Linked DNA regions of Mus musculus: regions 2 and 3 are each linked to region 1. The links are chromatin contacts, called in public Hi-C and promoter capture Hi-C maps. All regions are on one chromosome and are shown on one strand. Each heading gives the region's core, a stretch centred on a gene start, on an enhancer-like site or on the middle of the called end of the contact. The rest is flanking DNA. Distances are from core to core; before and after follow the strand shown. Region 1 holds the start of Zfp658 (zinc finger protein 658). Region 2 has its middle 33 kb from the start of Gm51480. Region 3 holds the start of Zfp141 (zinc finger protein 141).

The links. Promoter capture Hi-C pulls out the DNA fragments that hold promoters and counts their contacts. A called contact is a pair of places that touch in the nucleus more often than the background predicts.
Region 2: a contact with region 1 is called in a Hi-C map of CD8 T cells, with 7 times the contacts expected there. The contact joins the enhancer-like site here to the promoter of Zfp658 in region 1. A contact is called at or near these places in 4 of 39 promoter capture datasets (the C10 cell line, cranial neural crest, hippocampal neurons and 1 more) and 1 of 484 Hi-C or Micro-C datasets (CD8 T cells).
Region 3: a promoter capture Hi-C map of hippocampal neurons shows a contact between it and region 1, with 3 times the contacts expected there. The contact joins the promoter of Zfp141 here to the promoter of Zfp658 in region 1. A contact is called at or near these places in 5 of 39 promoter capture datasets (the C10 cell line, the HPC-7 cell line, frontonasal cranial neural crest and 2 more), 1 of 115 datasets of contacts at active chromatin or transcription factors (large pre-B cells) and 1 of 9 other capture datasets (adipose tissue).

The regions. Positions count from the first base shown.
Region 1 is chr7:43,560,708-43,564,730 of GRCm38.p6, reverse strand. It overlaps Zfp658 (zinc finger protein 658), which reads right to left and starts at 2,361. Exons shown (of 5, transcript NM_001008549.2): 1 at 2,310-2,361; 2 at 1-117.
Region 2 is chr7:41,597,549-41,601,571 of GRCm38.p6, reverse strand. No RefSeq gene overlaps it. Among named protein-coding and RNA genes, the nearest start is that of Gm51480, 33 kb to the left of the region's middle. Within about 2 kb of position 1,926, at least 373 of the 459 cell types and tissues checked have an H3K27ac peak or open chromatin away from gene starts, as enhancers often do. A contact at or near this core is called in CD8 T cells, hippocampal neurons and pre-B cells, where this site is marked.
Region 3 is chr7:42,503,702-42,507,724 of GRCm38.p6, reverse strand. It overlaps Zfp141 (zinc finger protein 141), which reads left to right and starts at 1,972. Exons shown (of 7, transcript NM_001309388.1): 1 at 1,972-2,115. Gm35353 (a long non-coding RNA gene) reads right to left here and starts at 1,898. Exons shown (of 3, transcript XR_391403.4): 1 at 932-1,898; 2 at 28-131.

The DNA of each region.
Region 1 (4,023 bases), core at 1,112-3,611:
CAGGAACTGGAAGCTGGTTGAGTGGCTAGAGGTTCCCAGGAGAGCAGCTGAGCAGAGAGGCCAGCTGTGGTGAGGTAGAAAAATCCCCCAGCCTGGCTGATGTGGCCTGCCTTTGACCTAAAGAGACAGCAGAAAGCCCCAGTGAGGGAATGACCTTGTATCCTCAGCCAACATTTGCCCATGAGTTTCTAAGTGCCCAAGACATGCCCAGTGTAGACATGCTAGAACAGATAATACTCAGAAAAGCCCTGTCTGGTATTGACCAGGGTGATGACAAAGAAAACCCAAACACCATAATCTGGGGTCTGGGAAGATGGCGCAGTGGGTAAGAGAGCTTGCTGCACCAACGAGAGGCCCTGAGTTCAAATACCTAGCTATCTGAAAAAGGCAGGCTTGGCTACAAATGCCTGTAAGTCCAGTGCTGTGTGGGACAAAGAGAGGAGGACCTCTGGGCTCACTGGCTATCCGCCTAGCTCCAGGTTCAGCGACAGACCCAACCTCAACAGACCCAACCTCACGGGAATAAGGCTGGGGTGATGGAACACGACACTCAGTAGCTTACTCTGGCCTCAGTGCAGGTGCACTTACAGACTCGCACCTATGCCCACACCCACATGCATAGACTACATACAACACACATGCCAAAACCCCAAACAACTCCCCTTCCCTGAATTACACGCCAAACACGATAGTTAGGAAGGATTCACTGCAGCTGCTGTACCTTTGACTTGTGAGGAGATAAGGAATTAACCTCGCTGATGCCACAGTGAGGGCGCAGGTGTGTACCATGGGCACTGGGGATCTGCAGTGATATGACGCTCAGCCTGCCCTCAGAACCCACACAGAAAGACACATGAGAACGAGCAAGCTGCTCAGGCTGCTCCTTTTTCTGAGCTTTGCTAAGCTGTTCAGACACAGCCCTCCCCAGTCCCCAACTTTTTGAGACATGGCCTCACTGTGTTGCTGTAGCTGGCCTGCGGCTCTCTGCTTCCTGAGTGCTGGGACTAAAGGTGTGCGCCATTGTGCCCAGCTCTCACGAGAGCTCTTTTAAGCATGCCACCAGCATTGATACAACCATTTCTCTCTCAGAAATGACAACTAAGCTTATGGGCTGTTCCAGAACACACCCTAAGAGGAAGAGCAGGACCAGTCCCGTTCCTTCCCTACTCTAAACCACACCCAGTGCCCATGATCTCGGGCGGTCTCTGTGTGCCCAGCACCCAGAACCCTTTCTCCTTCTGAGAGCAGAGATGTGGTGCAGTGTGGTGTGGTGATGGCCACTCCTGGCTCTCTGTGCCTGTCTAGACATTTTCGTTTTCATCTATGCCCACATTGACATCCTGTTTCTCTTCCTTAAATTCAATGGCTCAATCCCTTCCCTGACTTGGAAACCCTGCACATAAACACCAGGCCCTCGACACAAAACATTTCTCCCTTGTCCACAATGTTTTTATGGTACACAGGACATATTCACTGTCATTCTGGACTTTAAGTAACCTCTGATAAGTGGACTGACCACAGGATTAATTTAACCACGGGGTTAAAATGGGCATACCTAGTTCCCCAGAACGTTATTACTTTGGCAGCCAAGATGACAATTTACTAGTTTCCAGAGAATCTTCAATAAACTCAATAGTGATACCCAAGGAACATACAACCTCCAATAAGGACACAGGGTCCTTCTGCTCAAGTGCCAATCACTGACTCTTATTGTGACCATATGGTCTCAGCAGAGGCAGCATTGACCCGCCTCATGTCCCAGCCCTCACATAAAACGGCCCGGGGATTAGGATTTGCCTTTTAAACGTTTGCTTTGCAGCGCTAGCTCTCTACAGGAGACTACATGCTGGGAACGAAAAGGTCCTGTTTTACAAGCCTTGCTACCTGCACAAAGGCTCAACTTGCAGCTCCGATGCCTGTGCCCTCTTTGCATATGCAAATCCCCTGGCTTTTGTTCCACGTGTTCTTAGTATTAGTTCCGCAGGCAGAAGCCACAGGCTGACCGAGAATGGCTGGCTTTCCCAAATTAAGCCCAAACCACAAATAATCTCATTTTCCATTTGTATCTGCCTGTTCTCTTCTCGCAGGCTACTACTAGAAAGCAGCGCGATCGCCCTCAGAGACGCTAGCCCCAGGCTTGCGGTAGCTGGCTGCACTGTCTGTCTCTCTCAGCAACCCTGCTCTCCCAACTCCCATAGGATTCCCACCCCAGCTCAACCAGGGCATCCCTCCAGTAGCTGTGTCAGCTGTCACTCAACACAAATCAGCGCTCAACAGCACAGCATCCTCCCTGCGCCCCTGCCGCTCACCTCTCACAACAATGCAGAGAACTCTGCACAGGACGCGCAGTGTCCCTCCCTGCGACTTCCGCCCCCGGGCCCTCAGTGTTAGAATCCAAACTCTCCTGGAGTGCGGGCAACAATAACAGAACTGATCTGCGCGGAGATTTAAGCGGATATGACCGCTCGAGACCACTTCCGTTTACTGCGAATCAGTGTTCTTCGCCACCCTCCCACACCCCCTTTTTTCCCCTTGTGGAGGCTGGCGAAGCGCATGCGCGCTACTATTTGTGACGCTACAACTTGCCAATACTTCACTTGGATCTTCCTGTAGTTTCTGTTCCTTTAGGAGCTGTCATGGCCACTCCCACAATACAATGATACAGGGACCACCATCACAGTGTGCACATAAGCAGGCAAAGCTTGTGGACTGTGACACAGTGAAAGTCCAAGGCTGTCTCATATTTTCAGGGGATTTTACTTCCTACCTATACGTGTATATCAGTTATTTCCAAGAGACCGGGATGCTGCATATTACTAAAAATACCATTTTTTTTTCTGTATATTCTCAGGGACTTAAAAGATTTTTTTCCTCTAAACTAAGAAGTAAATAAAAAATAAATTAATAAATATAAAGAAAAAAAAAACTAGGTTTGTTGGGAAATGGGAATTGAAGCCATGTGGAATCTTTAAAGATGAAGGTCTGAAATAAATGTGACACTGAGGCTTTTCATGGGGACCAGAGGTGGAGAAAATCTGTTGTCAATGACAAGTGTTTTTATTTTAATTCTTCATTATTTATTGTGTGTTTTGCATATATAAGAAATAGTGTAGAGGAAGGTGGAGAGGGAGATAATGATAAATGGTGAGAGATCAATTGATGACGAAAACGTGCAGTACAGTAGAGGGAATAAATCCATAGGCCAAAGTCGAATATCTGAACAAAATGAACGATTGTGTGCAGTATCTCAGGTTAGCGTTCTCTAGTTCTGTGTAGACAAGAGTATAGCATTGAACATGGTATGATCCCCTGCTTCTGCTTTCCAGGGCTGGGGGGTGGGGGGGATATGCCATCATGCCTAGCTTCACATATGATTTTGATTGTCTTGAGAACAAATTATAGTACTGGTGCTCTTGTGACCAGGGTTTTGTGTCCAAAGATACAGCTCCGGGGGTCCCAAAAAGTAGTCTCAGCCACCCATCACCACATGCCAAATTATATTAAACCACATAAAAGTTAATATGCAAATATCAACTTCTGATCGATTCTCTGCTACATCTTAGCATATGATTGATACCCACACGCACTTATTGCCTCCCGGGCACCACCTTGCTCTTCCACAGGCTCTCTCCTTATGCTTATGACCTCTCTAGGCTGTAAATGTGGTACAGTGCCCATCTGTCTTGCAGCCTGAGTCACAGTCAGTCCACCAGGAAGATGGAGCACTTGCCCTGTGGAGGTGATGAAGCACAAAAGAAGCTGAAACTGTATGCCTCTCCTTCTTTGTGCTCCATGAGACTGACCTAATGGGCAGCTGAGGAAGTTGCCCTGTCCATACCATAAAACCACCCCATGCATCAGGAGGCTGAACCACAGATACCCTGAAAAACATTGTAGGTCAGGCATGGTGGAACACAACCTTAATCCCAGCACTTGGAAGGCAGAGGTAAGCAGATTTTTGTGAGTTCCAGACCAGCCTGGTTTATACAGTGAGTTCCAGGCCAGCTAGGGCTACACAGTGAG
Region 2 (4,023 bases), core at 677-3,176, 2.0 Mb after region 1:
CCAGCCACACACTCCGAGTTACTTACATTTAGTCTCTCCTGGGCTCCTTGGTGTAGCTAGCGGTGCACATGGAGAACCCCCTTGTTCGTGAAGCCTCCTCATGCCTGACCTCATAGCAACAATCTCCTTCTTCCTCTACCTCATGGCCTTCTTCTCTTGTACCCTTGCCTCATGACATTGCCTATGGCTGGGGTATAAGCAGATCTCTGGGCACAGAAATCAGCATCTGAATACACAGTGCATAAGACTAACCCTCAACAACGTTTAAAATCAAGGACAATACATGTCAAAGACACATGTCTCTGAGTGGCCATGTTCTCCAGGAGGCTGGCAAGCAATATAGAATCTGACAAACTTGTGCCCTACCAGGCTTGAACTAAATGCTGTCTATCTCGTCATATGCTTGGCAAAATTGTTGTAGTAAGAGAACAAAAAAAAAAAAAGTCATAAACGATGGCTCAGAGATTATGAGCACTTGGTGACCTTGCAGAGGTCCCAGGTTCAGTACCCACATGGGGCTCACAACCTCCTCCACATTCCAGGGTCTCAGATCTCTTCTGGCTTCTCTGGGCATTAGGCACACACTTGGTGTACCTATATACAACCAGTCAAATACTCATTCATATATGTAAAATAAAAACAAACCTTGAAAATGAAACACACACACAAATCTGCTTTTTCTAAAAAGCATTATGCATGTCTTCTACACTTTGGCTCTTACTTCTACACTGCTGACTCCTAGCCTACTTCATGCCCAGCCCAGCCTCCATAATGCAGTCATCCTGCAGCCTCCGAGTGTAGAGTGCTAAGATTACAGGACAGTCGTGTGCCACCACAACCTGCAGCACTACTTTAATACATAAAGCTTGATTTCTAAACTTAACCTTAAATCTGTGCACTAGAGACAGACATGGGATCACTAGGTCACTTTAACTATTCTTCTGCTTAATGTAACCAATGTGTGGAGTCTCACCCTCTGGTTCTCTTTTCTTTTTTTACCAAATGATGTGTGTGTGAGGGGGGTTAGGTGGAGAAAGTAGCTCACTGGGGAAAAAGAATTTTGTCAAAGGCCTATTCTTTCTATTCAAAAATTTTTTTTAAAAAGAAAAAGGAAAAGGAAAAGGAAAAGGAAAAGGAAAAGGAAAAGGAAAAGGAAAAGGAAAAAATTATAGGGATTGTTGGCTGTCTGTGTGTGCACCAGGAGGCCAGAGGGGGAGCAGTGGATTCCTAGGAACTGCATTTCCTGGCAGCTCAAAGCCACAGTGTGAATGTGGATAGTGGGAACCCAACAGTGCTCATCCACATCTCAGTCCCTCCGCTTTCTGCTTTTCACCTCACTGGTCTCTACAGGAGGCTACTGGTTGAGGCTGGCCCTTGACTGTTTGGATGCAGAAAACTAGGCTTCTGACCTAAAACCTCTTTAGAGCACACCTTTCTGCTCCTAGCACAGGCCAGCCTCCAACTTAGCCACACATATGGACCCCAATAGTTATGTAAACTGACAATAGAAATTGAATTCGGTTTAGTTCTTTTGTTTGTTTGTTTTTTGTTTTTAAATTCCTTTTCTGTTTTCAGCTCCAGCTCCATATAGAAAATATAACACGGGGAGGAAATGATCAGAACACCTGGTGTCTGGGGTGAAACTAAGGCTTAAATCCCTGCTTGGATGACTGGGACCACACTAAACAGCTTACCCCTATTCCCTGGCTTTCATACAGTTCCCTCTACTCAATAAAAGCAATTGCTACTACTGCGTAGGGCGACATAAATACGTTTGGTCCCAGTTTGGGCCAAAATGTACATAAATTCATTTTCCCGTTTTCTCTTACTCCTTGGAGTTTTTCTCCTCTCACAGACCACTTACCAGCTACTCAAACACTAAGGGACCAGAAAGCAGCGCGGTCGCCCTCAACAAGCACAGCACATTGATCTTAGGCTCGGATCCTGCAGCGCCCATGCACTGACTCCTGCCCAAACTGTGTCCCTGAACACACAACGTTCTCGAACGATGTGGCAAAATCCCACAGCAGAGCATATCGGTAAGTGACAAAACAGAAGCGAAAACCCCGCAAGAGAAGAACGAAAACAGGGCTGATGCCCACCTGCAGCCATCAGGCAGCACAAACCGCGGCGCGACAGCCCGGTGTCCTGCCAGCCTGACGGTCACTCACCTCACGCTGCAACTCACAGAGCCCGGCACAAAGCACGTGGGGCACCAAGTCCACCCGCAGACATGCACAACCCCAACGGTCCAGCCTCCAAGCACAAGCGGTCCTAGCAGGAAACTACATCTGGATCCAAGAAGTTGCGCGCCCCTAGGTCACTTCCGGTTGTTTTGTAATGGTTATCACGGCTTACACGCCTCCCACTTGGGGGACGGCGCGCGTGCGCGCTACCACTGGCAGAGGTAAATCTTGCCAATACTTACTATGGCTCATCTAGTGGTTCTTGCTCCTTCAGAAAGTACCAGGGCCGCACTCACGCTCCAGTGATAAGGAAGCCATCATCAAAGTGCCTCAGTTCCTTACAACCGGGCAAGACTGGTGGAAGGTGATGTACTGAAAGCCCAAGGCTGTCTCACGTGGCCACGGGAGTTGTTGCCTACCAGTATTTGTAACTACTTCTAGGAGTCTGAAATTGTATCCTCATAAAAATACCTTTTCTAGTGATTTTTAAATTTTTATTAGACTTATTTCATATATTTTGCCTGCATGTATAATCATGCCCCCCGTGCATGCCTAGTGGTTGTGGAGGTCAGAAGAAAGGGTAGGACCCCCTGGGATTGGAGCTACAGATGATTTTGAGTCCTTGTCTGGGTGCTGTAAATGGAAGCAACTGCTCTTGGCCAATGTCTCTCCTTTTCTTTGCCTTTTCCCTTTATTTTCACCCGACCTTAAAAGGGTTCTCAATTATTTATTTTTGAGATTGTCTCACTTTGTTGGCGTGACAGGCTTGGAACTAGCCATGGAGATCATTCTGGCTTTGCACTCTCAGACATCTCATGGCCTCTGTCTTCTGAGTGCTAAGATTAAAGTTGTTTACCACCACACCTGACCTTTTCTCATTTTTCAAAGATTGAAAACTAGGAAGGATTATCAGGAAACATGAAAGGAAAGCCATATGGAAGATTAAAAGAGAAAATATGAGATGAACCATCATGTGCTTCTGGCTGGAGGAATCTCATGATCCCCAGAGAACAGAGCTCTCTTCTTGCTGAGAAGTAAACTTTCCTTTTTAAGTTGCATAATAAAAACAATTGCAGAACTAGGTGTACATTAGAAATAATGGTAAATGGGGAGAGACAATAAAATAGGGAATGCATCCAGCACTGTAAATAAATCAGTAAACCTAATGTAGAATATGAGACTAAAGCCAAGGATAATGTGAGGTGTCTACACATAGGGTAAGTATTTGCACTCTAGCCCTGGATGGTCTAGAACTATTTAGGCCAAGCTGGCCTTGAATTTAACTCTGATCTTCTTGTCTATACTATTCAAATGCTAGGATTACACAGCAATGTGTCATCGTGGCCAGTTCACAGATGGTCTAGATCTTCCCACTGAGAACAGAATGCAGGGTGGAGGAACCACTCTGGAAATCAGTTTGGTGGTTCCTCCGAAAATTGGACATAGTACTACCGGAAGATCTAGCAATGCCTCTCTTGGGCATATACCCAGAAGATGTTCCAACTTGTAATGAGGACACATGCTCCACTATGTTCATAGCAGCCTTATTTATAATAGCCAGAGGCTGGAAAGAATCTAGATGTCCATCAACAGAGGAATGGATACAGAAAATGTGGTACATTTACACAATGGAGTACTACTCAGCTATTAAAAAGAATGAATTCATGAAATTCTTAGGCAAATGGATGCATCTGGAGGATATCATCCTGAGTGAGATAACCCAATCACAAAAGAACACACATGGTATGCACTCACTGATAAGCAGATATTAGCCCAAAAACTTAGAATATCCAAGATACAATTTGCAAAACACATGAAACTCAAGAAGAAGGAAAAC
Region 3 (4,023 bases), core at 723-3,222, 1.1 Mb after region 1:
AAATAGAGAACCACAAGAAGAGGGTACCTGGGTTCAGCTGAAGCTGCAGCCTGTTCCTCCCAGAGAGGAGCACTTTGACAACCCATGGGAAAGATCCTGAGCTGCCTGATTGTAGTCCCGATGAATCAGGGCTTAATGGTCAAAAGAAATAAAAGAGTGTGAAAGAGAAATCACATAAACAACAACAGAAAAACAAAATGAAAAACCCAAAACTGCTGGGCAATGGTGGCGCACGCCTTTAATCCCAGCACTTGGGAGGCAGAGGCAGGCAGATTTCTGAGTTCGAGGCCAGCTTGGTCTATGGTGTGAGTTCCAGGACAGCCAGAGTTATACAGAGAAATTCTGCCTGGAAAAACCAAAAAAAGGAAAAAAAAAAAGAAAAGAAAGAAAAGGACAACAAGTTCTGCTTAAATGTGAATGAGGGAGGCCTTACTCACTGTTGGAGGAGAACTTCGATTGTGGTAATCTTAATAAAATCATTTGGGGTTTTTGTTGTTGTTCTTTGGTTGTTTAGATGTATTTTGGAGAACAGGGATTCAGTATGCACCCTTAGTGTTGGTTTCTAAAATTACTAAAACTAGATCTATCCTGTGGCCTAGCTAATCATATGTATATGTACACACACACACACACACACACACACACACACACACTGGGAATCCATATCATAGCAAAGAGATATTAACATATCCTTGTTTACCACTATTCTTTCTACTATTTTCACAAAAGCAAATAAAAGGTATCAGTCTATATGTTCATCAATACAGACAGATGTATAATTAAACTCTATTATAAATTTAATGGAATTTTATTAGGTAATCAAAAATGAAACCTATAGAAAGATGGAATAAATTGGAAAAGATGAATGAGGCAATTGAGGATTATTAGGAAGACAATCACAACATGTTCTCTCTCATGTATAGACACTAACTTCTGATTTTATGCATGTGCAGCTTCAGCTTCTGCCTCTCGTTAGTAAGTCATCACCATCTATGAGGCAAGTGCTCCATTTTCCTGGTGAATGAGCTGTGGTTCAGTTTACTTCTCAGCAAGAAGAGAGTTCTATTCTCTGGGGATCATGAGATACCTCCAGCCAGAAGCACATGATGGTTCATCTCATATTTTCACTTTTAATCTTCCATATGGCTTCCCTTTCCTGTTTCCTGATAATCCTTCCTAGTTTTCAATCTTTGAAAAATGAGAAAAGGTCAGGTGTGGTGGTAAACAACTTTAATCCTAGGACTCAGAAGAAGACAGAGGCCATGAGATGTCTGAGAGTGCAAAGCCAGAATGATCTCCATGGCCAGTTCCAAGCCTGTCAAGCCAACAAAGTGAGACAATCTCAAAAAAAAATAAATGAGAACCCTTTTAAGGTCGGGTGAAAATAAAGAGAAAAGGCAAAGAAAAGGAGAGACATTGGCCAAGAGCAGTTGTTATTCTTGCAGATGTTCTGGCTTCCATTCACAGCACCCAGATGAGGACTCAAAATCACCTGTAGCTCCAATCCCAGGGGTTCCTATCATTTCTTCTGACCTCCACAGCCAGTAGGTATGCACGGGGGGCATGATTATACATGCAGGCAAAATATATGAAATAAGTCTAATAAAAATTTAAAAATCACTAGAAAAGATACTTTTATGAGGATACAATGTTAGACTCCTAGAAGTAGATACAAATACTGGTAGGCAACAACTCCCGTGGCCACGTGAGACAGCCTTGGGCTTTCAATACATCACCTTCCACCAGTCTTGCCTGGTTATAAGGAACTGAGGCACTTTGATGGTAGCTTCCTTATCACTGGAGCGTGAGTGCAGCCATGGTACTTTCTGAAAGAGCAAGAACCACTAGATGAGCCATAGTAAGTATTGGCAAGATTTATCTCTGCCAGTGGTAGCGCGCATGCGCGCCGTCCCCGAAGTGGGAGGCGTGTAAGCCGTGATAACCATTACAAAACAACCGGAAGTGACCTAGGGGCGCACAACTTCTTGGATCCAGATGTAGTTTCCTGCTCGGACCGCTTGTGCTTGGAGTCTGGACAGTTGGGGTTGTGCATGTCTGCGGGTGGACTTGGTGCCCCACGTGCTTTGTGCCGGGCTCTGTGAGTTGCAGCGTGAGGTGAGTGACCGTCAGGCTGGCAGGACACCGAGCTGTCCCGCCGCGGTTTGTGTTGCCTGATGGCTGCAGGTGGGCATCAGCCCTGTTTTCATTCTTCTCTTGCGGGGTTTTCGCTTTTGTTTTGTCACTTACCGATATGCTCTGCTGTGGGATTTTGCCACATCGTTCGAGAACGTTGTGTGTTCAGGGACACAGTTTGGGCAGGAGTGAGTGCATGGGCGCTGCAGGATCCGAGCCTGCGATCAATGTGCGGTGCTTGTGAGGGCGACCGCGCTGCTTTCTGGTCCCTTTGTGTTTGCGTAGCTGGTAACTGGAGAAAAACTCCAAGGAGTAAGAGAAAAAGGGAAAATGAATTTATGTATGTTTTCGCCCAAACTGGGGACGCAGTATCTATGTCAGTCTAAGCAGTATTAGCAATAGATTGCTTTTATTGAATAGAAGGAACTGTATGAAAACCAGGGAATAGGGGTAAATTGTTTAGTGTGGTCCCAGGCATCCTACCTAGGATTTAAGCCTTAGTTTCACCCCAGACACCAGGTGTTCTGATCATTTCCTCCCGGTGTTAAATTTCCTATATGGAGCTGGAGCTGAAAACAGAAAAGGGATTAAAAAACAAAAACAAAAACCTAAACCGAATTCAATTTTCAATTTCTGTTGTCAGTTTACATAACTATAGGGGTTCATATGTGTGGCTGGGAGCAGAAAGGTGTGCTCTGGGGGCTGGTGAGATGGCTCAGTGGGTAAGAGTACCCGACTGCTCTTCCGAAGGTCCGGAGTTCAAATCCCAGCAACCACATGGTGGCTCACAACCATCTGTAACAAGTGACTCCCTCTTCTGGAGTGTCTGAAGACAGCTACAGTGTACTTACATATAATAAATAAATCTTTAAAAAAAAAAAAAAAAGAAAGGTGTGCTCTAAAGAGGTTTTAGGTCAGAAGCCTAGGTTTCTGCTTCCAAACAGGCAAGGGCCAGCCTCAACCAGTAGCCTCCTGTAGAGACCAGTGAGGTGAAAAGCAGAAAGCGGAGGGACTGAGATGTGGATGAGCACTGTTGGGTTCCCACTATCCACATTCACACTGTGGCTTTGAGCTGCCAGGAACTGCAGTTCCTAGGAACCCACTGCTCCCCTCTGGCCTCCTGGTGCACACACTGACAGGCAACACATCCCTATAAGTTTTTCCTCTTTCTTTCTTTCTTTCTCTCTCTCTCTCTCTCTCTCTCTCTCTCTCTTTCTTTCTTTCTTTCTTTCTTTCTATAGAAAGAATAGCCCTTAAAAACAAACAAACAAAAAAACAAAAACTGTTTCCCCAGTGAGCTACTTTCTCCACCTAACCCCCCCTCCCACACACACCATTTGGTAAAAAAAGAAAAGAAAACCAGAGGGTGAGACTCCACACATTGGTTACATTAAGTAGAAGAATAGTTAAAGTGACCTAGTGACCCTATGTCTGTCTCTAGGGCACAGATTTAAGGTTAAGTTTAGAAATCAAGCATTATGTATTAAAGTAGTGCTGCAGGTTGTGGTGGCACACGACTGTCCTGTAATCTTAGCACTCTACACTCGGAGGCTGCAGGATGACTGCATTATGGAGGCTGGGCTGGGCATGAAGTAGGCTAGGAGTCAGCAGAGTAGTAGTAAGAGCCAAAGTGTAGAAGACACGCATAATGCTTTTTAGTAAAAGCAGATTTGGGTGTGTGTTTCATTTTCAAGGTTTGTTTTTATTTTACACATATGAACATTTGACTGGTTGTATATAGGTGCACCAAGTGTGTGCCTAATGCCCAGAGAAGCCAGAAGAGGAGATCTGAGACCCTGGAATTAGAGTTGTGAGCCCCATGTGGGTACTGAACCTGGGACCTCTGTAAGATCACCAAATGCTCTTTGTCAGGTGTATTATAAGGAGATA